Linked DNA regions of Mus musculus: regions 1 and 3 are each linked to region 2. A link is a contact called in public Hi-C and targeted proximity ligation data. All regions are on one chromosome and are shown on one strand. The core of a region is the stretch at or near the end of the contact, and the rest is flanking DNA. Distances in the headings are between cores, read along the strand shown.

Region 1 (4,604 bases), core at 1,551-4,050, 160 kb before region 2:
GTACAGAACCCAAAACCAGTCCTTCCCCCACTAGAACATACGGTTCTCTCTGAAGAACCAGCGATGGGCCAGTTAAGAGACATTCAGCTATCAAGTTTCAAATCAATGCCAGACATCAATTATGGGAGACAAGGTGTGACTCAGTCACACAAGATTCCAGATCAATGAAATCACACCCACCAGGTTCTAGCACTTGGCCCTACCATGAGTCCTCAAAATCCCAGGGCCATTCTATCCCCACCCTTCCCATCCTAAAGACTCATCCCAGACAAGGACCCCTGTCACCTGCTGGGTTCTCCCTCTGCCTCAAAGAATGCAACAACAAATCAAAACCATCTTCCCGAGGGACAGAGGTGTCATCCACTCATTCACTGTGGAATGGGAGCGGGGTACAGTAGACTGCATAGCAAGAGTCTTAAATCACTGATGCCCCACATTTGCTGGATCACTTTCTCTATAAAGCCTGGGGTTTGTTACCAGTTTTTCTTGCACGTTAAAAGGTTGCCAGAAAAACAGGTTGTGGGTTTCAGTGTCCAGAACTTTAAAATCAATTCCTTCAAGTGAGCCTAGTAGACTTGTTGTGTTTTTCCTCTACCTGCCCTAGACCCTGCCTTTTTTTCTCTTCCTTTCTTGGTTTCTCTACTTAAAATAAGGCGCCCAACTTTCCTGCCTCTCTCTCTCCTTTCAAAACAGAAGTTTGTTTCCAGGAATGAGTTTAGTGGGGAGGAAACAGGAAGTAGGCAGGTTGGCAAAACGCCTATGAACCAGAATGCTGGATCAGCCTGGGCTTGGAGCCAGGCAGTGTTACAGCTATCTATTTCTTAGTTTTGGCAGTTTGGTGTCTGAGGGTAGAGAGAGGGTCCACCAGGCCACTTGTTAGCAGAACAGTACGCTGAACTGCTTCTTGCCTTTGGTCCACCACCACCCACCCTGGTCCCAGGAGGCAGTCAGAACAGCCTGGGTCTGCCACCGCCAGAGTTCATTCTTACAAAAGCAGCTTTAGATTAATACCGCATTAGCGTAGGGTGGCAGGCAAGGGTTGGGGGCTAAGGGAGAGGCCACCAGTCCAGGGTGACTGATGCACAGATTGCTTAGCAGGACACCTCCATGGACTTGGGCCCGGCATTGTTTCCGGTGGCACCCGAGTTGGGGGTGATGTTGAGACGGGCATCCTCACTGGTATGGGAGCGGCTACGGGACCCCTCACTGGTGTGCGAGCGGCTTCGGGGGCCCTCGCTGGTATGGGAGCGGCTACGGGTGCCCTCCAGGGATGTGACACTGGAGCCAGAGGCTGTGCGGGACCGCATCAGGCGAGTCATGCTGGCAGAAGGCACTGGGAACACAGAAGACAAATATGGTTAGGATACAGGAAGCCTCTACAGGTGTGGGACTCTACCCCTGGCTGCCAGCCATGACAGTTAATCGTAAGAGCCCAGCTGAACACCACTTCTCTATTGTCTTCATCCTGTGAGCCATCTACCTTCTGTGTCACTCACAAAGAGGACAGTAAAGTCCAATATGTGGGAAAGGCACATAACAATTACATGGCAAGAGTCCTGAGCCATGACCTGGGTCTGACCCCCAGTTTGTTATGTGCTTATTAGCTAGGTGACCACCAGATCATCACACTTGAAGCCTTCCCATTTTCATTTGCAAAATGAAGACTTCGTGTAACCTCCTCTTAAATGTACTGTCAGTAGGCAGTAGAATGTGGAAGCCAGCAAGGTTAGTTCCTGCACATCCCAAGAATAACCCCCAAGGTCTCACCACATGGTTCCTAAGGAAATGTTAGCCATCTGTCTGCCTTCCAAAAGCCTGCTAGCTCTCAAACCTTAGCATGACCAAAACTGCGCATACCACAGCAGATGACTGACAGAATGGGATACAAGACAATCCTCCTCCTATCTAGGGTGGCAGTGCTCCCCCCAAATTCATGCTCACCTGAAACTTCAGAATATGACCTTGTTTGGAATACTTAGAGATATTTAGTTAAGACAAGGTCCTTCTGGATTAGAATGATCCCTAATCTAAAGCCCAATATCATTAAAAAGAAAACAAGAGAGAGCCACCCCATATGGATGGAGAGATTGGTGTAATGCAGCCAGAAGCCACAGAAGGCCTATGATGTAGTCAGCAGAATCCAGAAGGCAAGAAAGGGCCTTGAAAAGTGAGCCCAGCCCTGTCCAAACCTTGACCTCAGATTTGCAGCCTCTGAAGTTGTAGGAAAAATGCATTCTTGACGCTTAAGAGCTTTATTTGTGGGGATCTCTTAGGTTACTCATTGGGGTGACTAATGCCACACCCCAATGAAGCACAGCCCTAGATCAGACACCCAAAATTGGATTAGTCCTTGCTCAGTGGAATTCACTCCTTAAAGAATTAGTGTTGTTCCTGGTTTGTCTGTCTGTCTGACTTTCCCTTTCTTCCTTTCTTCCTTCTTTTCTCTCTCCCCTTCTCTTTCTTTCTTTCCCTCTTTCTTTCCTTTCCTTTCCTTTCCTTTCCTTTCCTTCCTTTTCCTTTCTTTCCTTTTCTTCCTGGTTGTTGTTTTTATCCATTAGTTTTTGGTTTTGAGCAAAGCTCCATTTATCCCAGGCTGGCCTTAAACTCTCTGTGTAGCTGGGAAGACCTTGAATTCACTATCCTTCCACTTCTTCATTCCAAATGCTGAGACAACAGAAGTATACCATCTCAGAACAGCCTGTTTTTAATTCAGAAAGAGGTAGGGTCAGGGCACATCTGTGACCCCTATGTTTGTTCCTGCGTCTCGATTTCTCCACCCAAATCTCTGAGTCCTGATGACCTCACCAGGAAATGACAGCTTCCCATGACACCAGACACACAATGGACGAGTCTTAGGAGCCCAGGATCACAGGCAGGCAGCCTGTGAGCTGGAACCTTCTGTTTCAGCAACCCACCCTTTGGGTCTGTGTCTCTCCCTTTTATTTTTCTCCTAGATCTATGGGACTGCCTGAATGACAAGCTCACTCTAAGCTTAAAGCAGGATACAGCGGGGTGCTCAGTCCTTCAGTTCCTTGATATAATGATCTAGCAAAGATGGCTGGGGAGATGGTTCAGTGGTAAAGAGCACTGACTGCTCTTCTTGAAGCACCTGAGTTCAAATTCCAGCAACCACGTGGTGGCTCACAACCATCCGTAGTGAGATCTGACTCCTTCTTCTGGAGTGTCTGGAGACAGCTACAGTGTACTTACATATAATAAATAAATAGATCTTTTTTAAAAAGTGATCTATCAAGGAAGCACCCTACCTTCGATCTCAGGCACTCTGGGCTCCCTCTTACATAGAGCTCTGGCTCAATCAGCTTCAAACCTCTTTGCGGCCTGCTTAGCCTCTCCCTTCTAGGATTATTATGATGGTATGGTTAAAGGAGACAAAAATCCTTATTAATCCTTCATCACCGTTATCATCTCTATCGTTGCTACAACTGCTGGTCTCCTGAGTGAGCATGTGATCAAAATTAGGGGCATTCCTTATTCAGCTGCTGGTCATTGTTTTGGTTGTTGTTGGGTTTGTGGTTTTTTGTTGTTATTGTTGGCAATGGTGGTGTTTAAAGAGATAGTCCTAGCCTAGAATAGTGCTTCTTGTCTGTAATCCTAGCACTTGGGCGACTGAGGCAAGAGGACTATTAGGAGTTCAAAGACCAGCCTTGCCAACAACAATATTGTCTCATTCTTGCATCAAATGGTTTTTAAATGTTCTCATGTAAAGCTAAATAAATGTCAGATGTGAAGCAACTTCTTCTATCTATATCTATATAGATATAGATATGTGTATATTTATATCTATATAGATATAAAATCAGACTGAACACACGATGAGGTCCTCTGAGAACACGCTGCACAGATAGGCTAGCACCATCTTAGTTTGCTGTGTGACATATGCAGCACAAAAACCAAACTGGGTGCTGATCCATTCCTCATTCAGCCATGTGTGATTGTTACTACTCCTTCTTAGACTTGCCTAGTGCTTAAGAGCTGAAGCCAGCCAAGATGACAGAGCCCTCTCCAGCCCCCACTGACTATGACATTACCACCCCAACACCTTTCTGTGCCCAAGATGTTATACTCACTGTATCCCATGCCCTGCACAAAGTACTTGAAGGCCTCAGCAAGCTTGGCGGGCTGTAGGAGAGAGAGAGAGTGAAGTCAATGGCTGGAGATATAGATCATCCTGGGTCACCTGTACCTGTAAGCTAGAGCTCTGGCCCAAGATGGAGCCACAACATGTAAACAGGAAAAGCATAGAAGTGGAAGAAAAACCCAGGATGCTCGTGGGGACCAGAATCAGTTTTGACCAGCTTAAACCTGCCTCATTGTTGAAAGGGCATGGATAACTTCCAAGATTTCTTTCTTTCTTTTTTTTTAAAAAATTAGGTATTTTCTTCATTTACATTTCAAATGCTATCCCAAAAGTCCCCCAGACAGTGTCCTCAACTGCATATAGGGTGAAGACACACTCTGTGCTCACAGCCCAAGGCCATGAGCCACATGGCCTGCTAGGGACTCTGCACAACCAGCTCCAGGAAACCTGACACCAGCCTTCCAGGACCAGTACTCCCAAGTGCATGTGGGTGGCATAGATGAAT
Region 2 (4,577 bases), core at 85-2,584:
CTGAGGTTGTTTTTGATGTTCTTCACTGGGTGTTAGAGGACATGATAGGAACCAGATCTTAAATGTGCATGGGGTGTGAAGAAGCCCATCCCTGTAGTACTTCTGCCTTCTGCATATAAATGTTTGGCCAAGAACTACGAAAGAAAGTAGAGACATCCTGGATCCCATGTGTACAAAAGCCTGTGAGCTGAGACCTGGTCAGTGAGAAGATGCTATGTAGGATAGATGCGGCTGCAAATGACTGATGTATACTGGCTTGTGTTTTAGACCAACTGTCTGTATATACAGCATGCAGATGGGTGAGTGCCAAGACAGGTAGCAGAGAAAGCGATTGATGATGGGTTGGCTTTTATATGACTGGAAGATAGAAATATCCTGAACACACGCAGAGGGAATAGGGGCATGGAAAGTATGGTTATGAACCATGTCTCTTTTAGTGGCAGAAGGGCCGGACTGACGTTGGATAGGCAAAGGGAGGAGGTGACATAGTGAGACTTCTCAGGTCTCTACTTTGAGCTCTGGGCACACCTGTTCTGTAATGGAGAATCAGACAAACAGGGACAGTGAAGGAAGGAGGTGTGTGGTTAGGATCTGTGGAGTTGAAGAGAATAAACATGCTAGAACACATCTTAGAAGGTGGAAGCATATGGAGCCCTAAGTGAGGAGAGTTTGTCTCCAAAGGTCAAGAGCAGTGTTGCTAGTTTGTGGGAAGTGGGAGGAAGGAGGAGCCTTGGTCAGTCTAGGTACAGGAATGTGGTGTTGGGAGATGAGGGACCTGCAAGGTGTTCAAGAAGGATGTAAACAAGGACAGAGGCAAGCCATGGGAAGTACAAGAGGGCTTCGGGCCCTTCAGCTGGGAAGGCTCTACCATCTGGTGAAGTCTGGTGGTGTGCCCAGCATCCAGCTTGGTGCATCTGGCCTGTGGACTACACAGTCATCTCCGCATCCCTAACTCGGTATGTTTCTGCAAAATGAACCTCTTTGGAAGCCCCAGCCTTCCCTGCCTGCCTGGTGCTCTGATGATGCACCAGCCCAGGGGCTCCTCTCCAGGGTAACTCTGTGTGGAACAAGACTTAGAGATCAGTTTCCCTGGCCTTGAGGGCAGAGCAGTTCTCACCGTTTGCACGATCTCACACCACACTCCGCCCAGTTTCTCTCTGGGAGTTTGGTGTTGAGGTGGCCGACACAGTTTCAGATATCTTGATGGTGTGTACACCATTTAGCTATTCCAGGGTACCGTGGCAGGAGAGGGGCAGACAGCGTAGGCTCAGAGTCTGAGTGCCTGGTTCCCATTGAGGTCCGCTGCTGCTGAGCTGAGCTGTGTGGCTCTGGGCAGTACGACTCATCTCTTGGAATGCTAGATTTGTGTAAAATGTGTATGTCAGTGAGGCTGCCTGTCCTGAGGCATGTGAGAAGCAGGTGAGGGGAACCCAGAGGCCTGGCTGGAATGTTTATGCTCTAAGTACAGGTTAACATCCATCCTATCTAGTATTATTGGCAACCAACATGATTCTGATACACCTGCCAACCAGGTACCTGGTACTTTGCTAGATGCTGGGCATTCAGAAGAAAAACCACGTTCAGTGTCTCTGCCTTTCTAGGACCTCTGAGAGTGGAATGGCATGGTTGGATGGAACCTTGAGATACAAACATCGTACTCAAGCCTTCCAGTGTGTACTTTAGGAACTAAAGTCAGCACACAGAAGCACCCACCCTGAAGTCCCTGGGAATGAGCATAGCTTGGATTTCTGGCCAATCTGCAATCTTTCCATTGTATTCTCCCTGATGTTCAAGCATCTCCACCAAGCCCTCTCTGCCTTTGCTTGCACACAACTGCAACTGGGGTGAGCAGCCTCATTCTCTATTCTCTGATGCTGGGCATCCTGTCCCCTGGGTTGCCTCTCTATAGCCCGTCCTACTGCTTGCATCTTTTAAGCCTTCTGATCAACCAGGGTTGACCAGAGCAGACCTGGTGAGCTGTCACGAATTGGCTCTAAGTCTAGGACAGGATCTCTGACATCAAGGAGAGATTTTGGCAGAGGTGGCCGGTTGCCCTCGAGGATTCTGGAACTTTTATCCCACCATTCATTTTCCCATTATGATGTTGTTTGGGCAATGAAACTCCTGCTGGTCAATGGACCTATATGGAAGTGGTGGGTATCAGATCTAACTGGAGACATTTGAGAGCTTATGAGGCATTACCAGTTTCCTGTACAGTGACCTTGAAGGCTATGTGCTGAAGGAGGTGAAGTTGGTAATAATGTCTTTCATGACTGGCTGGGTCACTACATGAAGGAAAGCACAAAATCCCTGAAACTGCTCCTAAAAGAAACTAGCCTTGTTCTCCATTAGTGGGACTTGAAGCTTATTTGTTTTTGCAGCATTAGCCTACTCTGGCCTGACAGATATACAATCAGCTCTGGTCTTTGTTCTTGGCTGAGGAGTTATGAACAGGGTGACCACAGGCATATAGCATTATAGTCATAGGTATGGTGCAGATACCACTGCCACCTCAGTCTCTTGGGAGAATTTCAGGAGGAACATAATACATGTTAGACACATAGAAAATCTCAGAAAATGGCTGGCACAATTTTTCATGTCTACCATGTCATTTAATACCCTCTTACAGATTAATAAACCATGATTCAGATCAAGCTCTCTCATAGGCATACAGTTCAGAAATAATAGATAACCAAGAACAAGTTTCAGGTCCTAGGTTTCCAGTGGACCTGGGTTTCATGTGAACCGTGGGAAGAGAACATTTATTATCCTGTCCACACTGGCTGGGGACTTTGGCTGTCCCCTTTTGGGCCTGTTTTCTTGACTGGTTTACTCAGGTGAGTGACAGAGACAGCGATCTTATTGGAAAGGTGTTGGGCTTGCTCGTGTCTATAGCAAAGTCCTCTAAAGGTCTGACTTTGTTCACAGGTGTGTGCCTTTTCAAAAGCTTCTGCTTTTCAGCTAAACAGACATGAGATCTTGACTAAGATGGCTCTGTTGCACCCTCTGGTGGCCACCACCCATGAACACTCCAGCTAGCACCGTTAAGCCAAGGACGGGGTCAGAAGAAACTGGGCAGCCATGGGCTGGTTTTGCTTTCCTGGCTCAAACCACTGTGTAGGGCTCATGTCTAGAATTCTTGTGCTAGGAACACCACCTAGAGTTCTCATCCCCCAGGTACCAAATGTCATGATCAGTGTTCAGGACACAGTGACCGAGACCTCACTTTTGATGTGTTTGCTAGCTCTACCCTCTGACGCACTACATGTCTGCCTGAGTCTGCTTCTTTTCCTCAAGATGCTATGCCTCATCAAATTAATACATATGAGGCCAAAAGCAATACTTTTTTTTTTATGAGCGTTACTGCTGTCTGGTTATCTGTTACCATGGCTTCCAACCTTCTCCTGGCAGAGTCCTATTCTTGCCCACAGCCATTTGCAGTACCCATTGCCCTTGATAGTCTTCTGTTAGATGAAGAATATACTAAGCCTGCATTTTCTCGTGGCACAAACTGTGGCATCCCTTTTACTCTATAGAGGTCCATCTATAGAGGATGCAGGCTTTGATCACCGATTCCAAGGACCCATGGGTACCCTTGTTCCAACCAGAGCTCCTCCTGCAGGGAAGAAACTCTTCATCCATGAGTAGACCCAGTCAACTTGAGCTTCTTGCTTGGGGCAATGCTTTCACAAAGCTAGTCCAAATGCTGGAAAGTATGGAGGAAGAGTGTGTCTCAGAGTCCAGAGGCAGCCAAGGAGGCCACGAGAGGAGGCTGCACCTAGGAGCTTAAGGCTGAGAAGCCCTTAGCCCATGGAACTTTCCATTTCAATAGTATTCATGGAACCCTGACTTGAGAGCTCAAAGAAGAAACCAAGATCTTTTGTTTTAGGTCTGCCATGGGCAAGGAATACACCTATGCTAAGTGGAAGAGGACCGGAGAGAAATGGCTTGACTCCCTGATTGTGGACCACACCTGCAGTGTCCAGAGCACCCACAGCCCTGACCTTTGTCACTTTCCCATCCTTTCTGTTGTCCAATGACACCATCCAGAAAAGGACTCCACCATCATTTTCCCCCATGAGAGATTCTGGCACTATCTTTGTGCTGTATGCAACCCAACTGCTTGGCCTCAATAGCCTGACCCCACCACTTGGCTGCCTGTGTTTCCCTGTGCTGGTGAACTGCAGGTGGGTCGATGTGGTTTGACTCAGCTTGTACAGTGGTCCTCCATGTCCCACTGCGTTCATGTATATCCCTGGGGACTGGTGGCCTCTCTAGCTCTTTCTTCTATTTCTTGCACAGTTGTCTCTCCTCAGATCACTCCTTCACCTATAGGCAGTTGTGATCCAGACTCACCTGATCAGGCTCTACTCCTGTGACAAAACATCTCAGACATAAATCCTAGACCTGCTTCAGGGACCAGTTGAAGTGATGGAGAAGCTAAATCAGCAAACAGTGGAAGTTAAGTATGTTCTCTTCTGCTATAGATTAGAGTGTAAGGCTTAGCATTGCAAGGAGCTATGGATGGTCCCTTTTGTCATCTTGACCATCTGAAGTGTTCATTTAGTTTCGTGTGT
Region 3 (4,387 bases), core at 1,734-4,233, 220 kb before region 2:
TGTATTTCTTACCTATGTACCTCCCATGTACATGTGTAGGGGAGCAAAACCATGTGGCTTGTTATCTTACATAAACAATAGCTTCCACCATCTCAGGAAGTATCTGTCCACGGTCAAGGGGCTTGCAGGTTAGAGCATTTTTGCTTCATAGCTGTCTTAGGCGCAGTGATGAAAACTTAAAATGTAACTTTGGTTCTCACACAATCCTGTAGCTCCATGTCTGATATGAAAGGGCTTAGATGGCTCCACCCTTTGATCTTAGCTAATTCCACTCCATGTCTGCCCCTCTCCTTGGCAGATATCTCATGGCTCTGGCACCTGGAACATCTTGGGATCTCGAATGCAATCCAGGCTCCACTTCCTCGGTGTCATGCAATGGCTTTTCAGGGCCTCTTGCCTTCTCAGGGCCTTCATGGGGGCACTTCGCAGCCACACATTGCCTGGGTTCAGTGACTCTCCTTAGTAGTTGAGGAATATTCCATGACCCCATTACTTGTGTATCTATCATGACTCTGAAGTCGGAACCACATAGACAACAGTTCAAGTTCAGTCTTGTTTTTGAGATGGAGCCTGGTCCCAGTGAATCACATTTGCAGCAACTGTCACTTGTTGATTTTTAGGAGCAGAAATGTCCTTAGGTGCCTCCTTTCCCATTCCGGAAGCTTAGCTGGGTGGGTTCCAGGCCTGAGGGCATCGGTCCCTTTGTTCCAAAATGGATTGGGCCTCACCTTAATCTCCTCATCTATTTCAGCTTAAGCCTGGGCTCTCACATTAAATCTCTTGCTGCTCTTTCTCTCTCCAAATTGTCTATTTTGTGGTTCATTTCCCCCTATGGCTTTGTTTTTATTGTAGCCCTGAATAAGAGGGATTACTGACAACAAAATGGCAGAATCAATATTAGGCTGTCTTGAAAGTTCCTCCAAAAAAAAAAAAATTAGTCCATTACTTTCCCAATTTAGGCTCGAGAAAATTCTTAGGAAGTAGACAGAAGGAAGCCACAGTTTTATTTTGTCAAACCATCGTAAGAACAGTCTCTGGCCCAGATGTTGTTAAGGTCCTTACTTCCCCCTGAAGTCTCTTGAGCTGGGCCTCCACAGTTCACAGAGCTCTCAAGTCTATCTCCCAAGCTAACCTAAGACAAACCAATAAGCCCAGCTTGCAGCACCCAACCAGTTTCCAGAGTCCCAGATTCGTTCATATTCCTCCAAAGGACCACATGGCCAGATTTTTTCCATGAATAGCTCAGTCCTGGTACCAAGTTCAGCCTTAGTTACTTTTCTATTGCTTAGTTACTTTTCTATTTTCATAGGACACCATGATCAAGGCAACTTATAAGAGAAAGCTTTTAATTGTCCTTACAGTTTCAGAGGGTTACAGTCCGTGATGCAGGAGCCAAGGTATGATGTCAGGTAGCTAAAGAAACCATTGAGAGCTCACTTCTCACAGACAGGAGTCAAAAAGAGCCTGGTGAGACTGACAGGAGCTGACTGTGGCCTCAAAGCTGTCCCTGTGATATACCTCCTCTGACAAAGCCATAGCTCCTAGCATTTCCCAAACATTTCTACCAACAGGGGACCAAGTGTTAAAACATGTGCGGGGGCCATTCTCATTCAATCCACCATAGCATCTGTGCTATGCTGCTGTTGCTGCAGCTGCCATCCTTGGCTGCCATCGCTCAGCCTCTTTAACCCTCAAGGATTCTCCAGCCATCAGCATCAGATGGAGATCGATGAGGCATCCATCCTCATAGACGGAGCAGCTACTGGTTCTAACACATAGGCAGCTACTGGAAGGCCCAGTCCTTACCATGTAAACCAGGCTAATAAATCCCCTGTGTGGTGTATATTCATTCTTGCTATTGGTTTCCTCTAGAGAACCCTGACTAACACATATGCTGGATTCTCTCTGCACCTAACTTACCTGCACAGCCAACCTGTTGCTTTGGGACCTGGCTGCTGTCAATTTCTCTGTCTCCTTGCTACACACTCTCACTACTCAGGACTCTACTGCCTTCCTGTTTGTACTTCAACAATAGACTTAACATTTCTCAAACCTGTGCCTATTTCTGCTCTGACCAAACTTCTTGTCTTATGATGTCTCTCTTCCATCTCAGGACTCAGGAACAACACAAATGTCAGCAGTTCTGGACCACCTTCCTTTAACTTGAACTTGCTGCCTTGGAGCTATGTTACCTTGACTTTCCCTGTAGCATCATTAACAGGACCCATCATCATCTTGCTTGGTAAGATGGGCTTATTTATTTATTATGTGATTTTCCTCTCTGAGAGCAGATCCAGTTTGTGCTGGGCTCTGCTGTGTCCTTAATGAGAAGAGAAGTGCCTGGTACCTTGTAGGAATTTGGTGCATTCAAGGAACCAATCTCTATTGAATGGATATTCACAGTTACAGTGATGCTGATAAGTTAATAAGATTGGAACTTCAGATTCTAGTTCTACCATACATTTGCTATGTGATCTGATCAGCCTACTTAACCTTTCTCAGTAAAATGAGAACAACAGCCTTCCCTTTGGGTATCAAAGATCATTGGATTTGAAAGGCCAACTGTGTTGAACGCTGTTGATCTTCTCATGTAAGCTTTCCAGCAGCTTCTGTGATGTGAGTGCTCTCTGCAGATAAGAATATTGCATCTCAGAACAGTTGACTAACACCCAGGAAGTCACAAACAACTGATGGTTCAGAGTAGGACAGGATCCCACGTCTGTCTGATACTCATTAATAATGCCACTCAGGCCTCCTTTATCCTCTTGCCTTCAGTTCCCAATTGACTATGAAAGTAAACTTGGAGTATAACCTCCTTATTAATTTGGCCCAAGCTTTCCTTGAGCTCAGGCTTGTATCTGTGAGATGAATGAGTGTGCTAAGCAGTGCATCTGAGCCTGAGTTCCACCTCTGGGCCATGTGTATGAACAAGGCTGACACTGGTTTGTACCACATTCCTGAGATGTCTGTTCATCACTTGCAGCAGGCAAGTAAAACCACCGGGATCCCAGAAACACAGGGCTAGAGGGATGGAAGCCTGAGGCCCTCTGTGGGTTTAGGGAGTCTCCAACTAGCCACGAGTTTCTCCTCACAGGCAGGAATAAATCTTCCATTATCTCTGAAATTACACATGACTTGTGAGTGAACTCACAGTGGTAAGGCATGGGAGGGACACAAGATCTGCACGTTGTGAGCCATGGGCAAGGGCTGCCTCAGGCTTGATAGGAGAATGAAAGGCCTGGGTAGAGGGGGTCTGAAGGGTTAGGCAGAGCTCAACCACGGCCCTGGGTGGGCTGGAGAAGGCATCAACAGGACAGGAGGGTAATGGCCTTCACCAGTGTTAAAGGCAGAGTGGGCAGGCTAGTGTAGTGATGCCAGATAGGAATAAGGCCGTGTATAGACACCAAAGTTCCTCAGTCAGGACCCATCTTGCTAATCTGACATGTCTTTCACCCAGATATAAGCACTGAATCTATAATTAGTTGGGGTCCTGATCATCTACTGGGTAGTACAATGAAATTGTTAAAGATCTAGTTGGCACCAGAATTCATTCATCCATTCATTCACCCACCCATCCATCCATCAACCCACACATACATCCATCAACCCATTCATTCATTCATTCATTCACTCACTCATTCTAGCATCTGATCTCCACTGAGTTCTTGTAATGTGCTTTGCCCTGAGACAGCACAGTCTTAACACTGGAAACAGAGAAGCCCCTCCCTATTGAAGTGCATACTCAGATAGGGAGAACAAGAATTGTAATTACATAAAGTGTGTACAATTGTAGGTAAGGCTTATGGATTTGAATAAAAAGGTAGAGAGAGAGGCCGCTGTTCCTGGTGCCACACAGACTAAGTCCATCTGCATGGATACCATCTTAACAAAGCTGTATAGGAAGTGGCTTTGCTTCTCATTTGAGGGTGATATTATAATCTTGTGCAACAATGAGAAACAAAGATGGACTCATGGTGGATGTGTAGAGAAACTGTAAGAGAGAGGCTCCAAAGATGATACATGGGCTAAGAGACTAGAGAGGAGAGTGATGGCTCTAGTGGCATCAAGCTCGCTCTCTCTCGTGTGTGCATGCGTGTGTGTGTGTGTGTGTGTGTGTGTGTGTACATAGAAGGAGACAGAATCAAAGACATAGAGAGATAGGTAATTTTTGGAGTCCACATCTAGACAACATGGAGAACACAGCACAAAACTGCAGAGGTCACAGGTCAAGGAGACTAGTCAGGGCAACATCTGTAACTGGGCACTAGTCTTTGGGAATAGATGCTTTTCTCCATTTGGGATGCAATGTCTGACCACTCCCAGGCTCTCTGCACCTCAGCCTGTTTTCATGTCTTCAGACAGTAGCCAGGCTTGCTTGGTCAGTTCT

The links. Hi-C and Micro-C count contacts between places; a contact is called where the count stands out from the background.
Region 1: a contact with region 2 is called in a targeted proximity ligation map of a colorectal cancer cell line, with 9 times the contacts expected there. A contact is called at or near these places in 5 of 39 promoter capture datasets (the C10 cell line, the HPC-7 cell line, cranial neural crest and 2 more), 13 of 484 Hi-C or Micro-C datasets (3T3-L1-derived adipocytes, bone marrow-derived macrophages, cerebral cortex and 7 more), 16 of 130 datasets of targeted methods (CD8 T cells, DN3 thymocytes, the NIH/3T3 cell line and 11 more) and 3 of 9 other capture datasets (adipose tissue, liver and pancreatic islet).
Region 3: a Hi-C map of embryonic fibroblasts shows a contact between it and region 2, with 2.9 times the contacts expected there. A contact is called at or near these places in 1 of 39 promoter capture datasets (hematopoietic stem and progenitor cells), 2 of 484 Hi-C or Micro-C datasets (embryonic fibroblasts and pre-B cells), 3 of 130 datasets of targeted methods (effector CD8 T cells, embryonic stem cells and memory CD8 T cells) and 2 of 9 other capture datasets (adipose tissue and liver).

The regions. Positions count from the first base shown.
Region 1 is chr15:66,929,776-66,934,379 of GRCm38.p6, forward strand. It overlaps Ndrg1 (N-myc downstream regulated gene 1), which reads right to left. Exons shown (of 16, transcript NM_008681.2): 15 at 4,089-4,140; 16 at 1-1,333. The coding sequence ends at 1,092. Among named protein-coding and RNA genes, the nearest start is that of Ndrg1, 38 kb to the right of the region's middle.
Region 2 is chr15:67,096,022-67,100,598 of GRCm38.p6, forward strand. No RefSeq gene overlaps it. Among named protein-coding and RNA genes, the nearest start is that of Gm31342, 59 kb to the left of the region's middle.
Region 3 is chr15:66,873,043-66,877,429 of GRCm38.p6, forward strand. It overlaps Gm46514 (a long non-coding RNA gene), which reads right to left. Exons shown (of 3, transcript XR_001781648.2): 3 at 2,353-4,387. Among named protein-coding and RNA genes, the nearest start is that of Gm46514, 16 kb to the right of the region's middle.